2 separate regions of the Triticum aestivum genome follow, and region 2 is linked to region 1. Evidence: chromatin contacts called from public Hi-C data. All regions are on one chromosome and are shown on one strand. Each heading gives the region's core, a stretch centred on a gene start, on an enhancer-like site or on the middle of the called end of the contact. The rest is flanking DNA. Distances are from core to core; before and after follow the strand shown. Region 1 holds the start of LOC123143841 (VIN3-like protein 2). Region 2 has its middle 35 kb from the start of LOC123142496.

What was found. Hi-C and Micro-C count contacts between places; a contact is called where the count stands out from the background.
Region 2: a Hi-C map of leaf shows a contact between it and region 1, with 4 times the contacts expected there. The contact joins the enhancer-like site here to the promoter of LOC123143841 in region 1. A contact is called at or near these places in 2 of 5 Hi-C or Micro-C datasets (both in leaf) and 1 of 1 datasets of contacts at active chromatin or transcription factors (leaf).

Annotation. Positions count from the first base shown.
Region 1 is chr6D:102,003,521-102,006,273 of IWGSC CS RefSeq v2.1, reverse strand. LOC123143841 (VIN3-like protein 2) reads left to right here and starts at 1,378. Exons shown (of 4, transcript XM_044562847.1): 1 at 1,378-1,598. The coding sequence starts at 1,580.
Region 2 is chr6D:102,647,319-102,650,071 of IWGSC CS RefSeq v2.1, reverse strand. No RefSeq gene overlaps it. Among protein-coding and RNA genes, the nearest start is that of LOC123142496, 35 kb to the left of the region's middle. Within about 2 kb of position 1,326, at least 2 of the 8 cell types and tissues checked have an H3K27ac peak or open chromatin away from gene starts, as enhancers often do. A contact at or near this core is called in leaf, where this site is marked.

The DNA of each region.
Region 1 (2,753 bases), core at 129-2,628:
TTCTACTCTCCTCATCGCCGACCGCACCTTCACTTCACGGGTCTTATCCCCGTCGCTCATGGAGACGGCAGATGGTGGTCGCGGTCGCAAGAGGGGAACCACAAGGACTTGGAGACGGACACCATCGAACGCTAGGTTTAGGTCTGGTCCCCTTTTTAATGAAAAATGACCGAAATGTAATGAATGCACTCCTGTTTGTATGAAGGTCGTACCAATCTAGGTTGGGAGTTCCAACTGTTTGGAAAGGATCAGGCCATCTTGTGATTGGGCCGTGATGGGCTTAACCCCAGGCCCAATACTTAATCTATGTAGGTAAGGGTAAAAAAAGTTCCTAGGGCCAGCTGGCGAGGGCACACCTATGCCATTGGTTGCACGCGGCCGGATAACACATGTCATCACCTTATTGGTCGAGACGACGTGTCGGCAGTCGGACCACGTCGATGACACCGCACGCGACGTATTCACTGTATCTTAGCTGGAAAGGCGGAAGAGTATTAATGCGATACAACTGGAGACGATTTTCCAAATAAATGACCATACTTTTTTTTGGCGAAAATATCCTCAGATCTATTAGCCGCGGATCGGCATTACAAGCCAACCCTGCAAAATAAAGATATTATAACCAGGTCCCTAGGGAGTCTCGCACCTCAATCCTTCTGGCTGGGTCGATGGCGTGCCGCTGCAATCACTCTGGCAACCTTCTGACTATGAGATTTGAGCGAACCTTGTACATAGATGTGGACGGAGGCTCATCACCGCCAAAACAATCTAGAGGATAACATGAAGTCACCGAATCGGAAACCAACGATGACGATATTGTGATATGAAAAAAATCCTTCTCTTTCAAACATATGAACTTGTACACTATATTTGTTTTCTCTTTAAGTATTTTGCATATGTACGCAATGCGCATCACATATAACTACCATTTGACATATATATGTTGATACAATAAATAATTCACACATCAACCTTTCATCTTCTATTCAACCGATCTATCATAGTATAGACACTCATCGACGGTTGGATGAGTAACACACAATGATGATCAACAGTCTCTCATGCCTTTTGTGCATGTGGAAGGTTACACAAACTTATCAGTTTGTGTGACAATAGACATAGATTGCCCTGTTTTCCATGTCTACGTCCAAAGTGTGAAAGCACACAAGCCGCGGTTGTTAAACCCTGCCTAACCAAAACCAGCTAACACCATCTAACCGCTCTCCGTTTCCCCGTGTTGACCCCCGCGCGATCACACGGGCCTGCCGTCCCGGATGTGGAAAGCCGGGAGGGAGCCGCGCGCGAATACGCGGGAAGGCGGGGGGTGGGACGCAAAAGCGGCGCCCGCCCGCAGGCTTTGGTATCCGTGCGGCTGGGAGCTAACCTCGCGTGCTCGTACTACATACGGGGCGGGGGTAGAGAGAGAAAAAAAGAGAGAGACGCAGAGGAGGAGAGAGAGAGAGAGAGAGAGGGTAGCAGCAGAGGAGGAGAGAGGAGGGCTGAGTCCACGTGAGCCCAGCGGAGGAGGAGGAGGCGGAGGAGGAGCGAGAGATCCCCCTCTCCCTCCCTCTCTCCGGCCATGGATCCTCCCTACGCAGGTCAGCGCCGCCGCGCCTCCCGATTCCTACGCTGTCTTATCTGTCTCTCTGCCATCTGGCCGTCGGCGGCGGCCGGCCTAATGCCGCGCCGCTCGATCTGTTCGTCCGTGCGCCGAATCTGCCGCCCGGCCGGCGCGGATTGGTTCCTCCGTGCCGGTGGCTTCCGGCGAGGCCTCCGGGCCGGGTTTGCGCGTTTCGCGGCGGCAGACGCGCGTCCGGCCCGAGATTTGGCCGTCTTCGCCGGAGGATTCGTCCCCGCGACGCGTCCCGCCGGTTAGCGCGCGGTAAATTCGATCGGTGGTGGTAGTACTAGTCGTTGATGCGTGCGTGGCTGTACCGGTGATGGTTGGTGGGCGGTACGGCGGTGGAGGCGGGGGCGGGGGCAGGGCATGGGGTCGCGGGAGATTTTTACCGCCGGTAGCGCCAGATTCGGCGCTGCATGCGGCGACGGCTACGCGCATTGCGCTCCTTGCGTCCGCGGGAGTCCGCCGGGAACAGTGTCTCCGCGGCTTTACGTCGTTTTCCTGAGGGATTTACGTGTCGATGTCTGGTTTCGAGGGGAAAGCCTCGGTCTTTTGGCCGGTGATTCGGTTCTGGACGCCGGCTGTGTTGAGCCGGCCTTCTGTTTGCATGCATGTGGATGGTCTTATCTGTTTTGTGGTTTCTGCGAGGATGACTGGGGTTAGCAGGATTAAATCTGTTAGGATTCAGCAGGGTGGCGGCAGTCTCTTGCGTTCCATGTCAAGCTGCTGTATATGGGCGCAAGTAGATGGTTTCCATATGCCAACCCTGGTTTCCGGTGTTCGTGCTATTTTTGTTGGGTGGTGTATGTACAATGCACATGTCTTGACTTAATGTGCCTGTGTCTGGTGCCAAGTTCTGAACCTTTGTAGAGAGAATGGCATTGCCAGTCTTAACCCAAAGTTACAGAAGGGCCTCAAAAGAGTTGAACTTTGTCTGGTGCATTTCGAGTTTGTATGGCATTGCAAGATCTTCCTGAAAGTTACTATATTTTTAGGTTACGTATAGTATAGCACTGGAAGATCTTCCTGAAAGTTATATTTTTAGAGTATGTAGTATAGCATTGTAGTCAGTGCCAGCAGCCTTTGGTTGGGTGGTCTTGTGCATGATTGCACTTGTTATGTCGTGTGCAAA
Region 2 (2,753 bases), core at 77-2,576, 640 kb before region 1:
GTTGACCCTTCTGAAACATATGCATGTGTGGCCTCACGTGTGACTAAAATTATATTTCAGTGTACCATGCATCTCATTTCCTGCATGGTGTTGTACTTTGTAGAAATGCATGCTTTGGTTATTCGAATTTTCCGCCATGGACAAAGCTCGAGGAGTTCCTTGAGAGGAGAGGCTTGGATGAAGGTTTGGACAGCGACACCATCTCGAGAGTACATGGTTTGGAAAGGCCATGACCAGAGTGTGTAGTTTTTGCGCAACGCAAGACCGGATTTTTAATTGGCATGCTGAATTCTGCTGTGCCATTTCTTCTAGAACTGCTGCTAGTTTAGACAGCCGAGGAACTTGAGCAACCCATGGCGACGAGAAGTGCATGGATAAACCCGGGTGCATATGAACCCACTTTGAAAACATGTTTCTAAATGCTAAAGAAATCTGAAAAAGGTTGCATGGGTACGTGTCCAAGTTCTATGTGCGTGCATAAAGTTTCACGGAAAAATAACTTTTTTTGCGGCCTATGCAAAAAAGACAAAAAATTGTGTCATGGAACGCTATTTAGAAGCACCGAAATTTATCTTTTTTACGGAGACAAAACAAAAAGACATTTTTCACAAAACTTTGCGCCATGCACACACATTTATGACCACGTATGCATGAAATTTTCTTTTGATTATTTTGAGATTTCAAAACGTGATTAAAATGCATTTTTTAAAAAGTGGGTGCAGATGCCCCTGCGTTCAGATCGTGCCCACTCCCATGGCGACCCATTACTCTGTACCCAGTTTGTAAATAGAGGTGGGCAGGTGGCCGTGACCTGTTGCAACTGCCACTTATTTATCCTTCGAGGGCCTGCTCAAGTTAATAGCTGGATACTGAGGTTGAACATGATTTGTTTTTTAATTTCTTCTTCTATCTATGCAAATGTATCCAAAACCCATCGCCGGTCAGATCTGAATCTTAACCAAAGCAAGAAAAAAAATTGGTCTTTTCATGAGGTGTTTTCTGTGATCTTCAAGTTGGAGACCAGCTTTACCACTCATCTTTTGAGTGATCTACAGTAGTACATCTACCACCACCTCTTCCATTTGATTGCCCTGACATGTTATCTACCCAGCGTATAATTACAGTCGGAACGCAAAGGCCGGCTGCCAACTAAACTCCGGGAAAGAAGTTTCGGAAAACGACGTTGATGCATCACGAGTTCATTGCGTCTTCATTCATAGGATTAAGTGTGGCTGCAGTTAGCTGCTGGGATTGGAGCAGATCGGGATGGGGCCGGCCGGTTGAGTCTGCTCAAAGCCTATCCATGCACACCGGAGCGGACGGCGGTATGTGCACTGAGACTGACGTTTCTGCGGCGATCTTTGTCGCAGAGTGTGGTGGACGGCATCGATCGCCTATAGTTTGTTTGAGACCTTTTTATCTCTTCTTCCATCTATGCAAATGAATCCAAAATCCATCTTTGGTCAGATCTTTTGTCATATCTAGTATTATTTTTTGTGGGATTTGCTACGTCTAGTTTGCGGGTTTTCATGGATTTCCCTAGAACTGGTGCTGGATGATTGTTATTTTTTGTTTTTTGCTTGTTTGTAAATATTTGATTAATGAAATGAAAATACCCTAGAACAATTGTTCTTTGCTTTATGGTTCAAAAAAATCTAAAGCAAGAAAAAATTAGTCTTTTCCTGAGATGTTTTCCGTGATCTTCACTTTGGAGACCAACTTTATCACTGATATTTTGACTCATCCACATCTACTACCACCAATACGATTGATTGCCCGGCCATGTTATCTACCCAACATATAATTATGGTCGGAAAGGCCGGCTGCCAACTAAACTCTGGTGGGGAAAGTTTTGGAAGACGACGTTGATAAATCACGACTATATTTTGTCTTCATTCGTAGGATTAAGTGCGGCTGCAGTTAGCTGCTGGGATTGGAGTAGATCAGGATGGGATCAACCTATTCATGCACAGGAGCTGTCGGCGGTACGTGCACTGAGACCGACATTTCTGCGTCGATCTTTGTCGCGGACAGTGGTGGACGACGTTGATGGCCTACAGTTTGATTGAGATGCCCTGCTTGTGAAATGGACTGTGTGACAAGTGATGGCTCGATCCATGACTCGCTTCTCGTAAGGGAAAATAGTAGCCGCAAGTGTAAGAAAATACTCCCTCCGTCCCACGGAAGGAGTATATGATTAAGCAAACGGCATTGCATTTTTATCTCACCTCCGTGCACATGCTCACATAAAAAAGACAAGAACTTTTTATAAGGAAGAGTTGCTATCGCTGGACGGTGGGCCAAATATGCTAAGAGCGTCTACGGTCGGGCACCAAACGGTCCCCAAATGCCCGGAAGACCGCCCGATCACTAACCAGTCAAAAACCGAACCACCCCGGGGCCTAAAACCAGCCTCGCCCAATTGTAGGGCGAATATGGGGCGGTCCAGGCACGCCCGAGCGCGTCCGCCACATCAGTACGGCCCACCGCCAACCCCAGTCCATCTCAACAAAAACCCAATCCGAGAACCCTACACTCACTTCGCTCCGCTCCCCACCATGTCTTCTCCTCACCTTCTCCGAATCAGTTGATCCAATCCAATCTTCGACGATGTCGAGCTCCGACAGCCGCTCCGACGAGTCCGGCGTTGACGAGGATGAGCTGGGCCTCTGCATTGCGATGCAGCGGGCGCGGGTGGACACAGGGAGACCGTTTTCGGATCTGCTCTGTCATCGCTCGCCCGTCGGCACAGC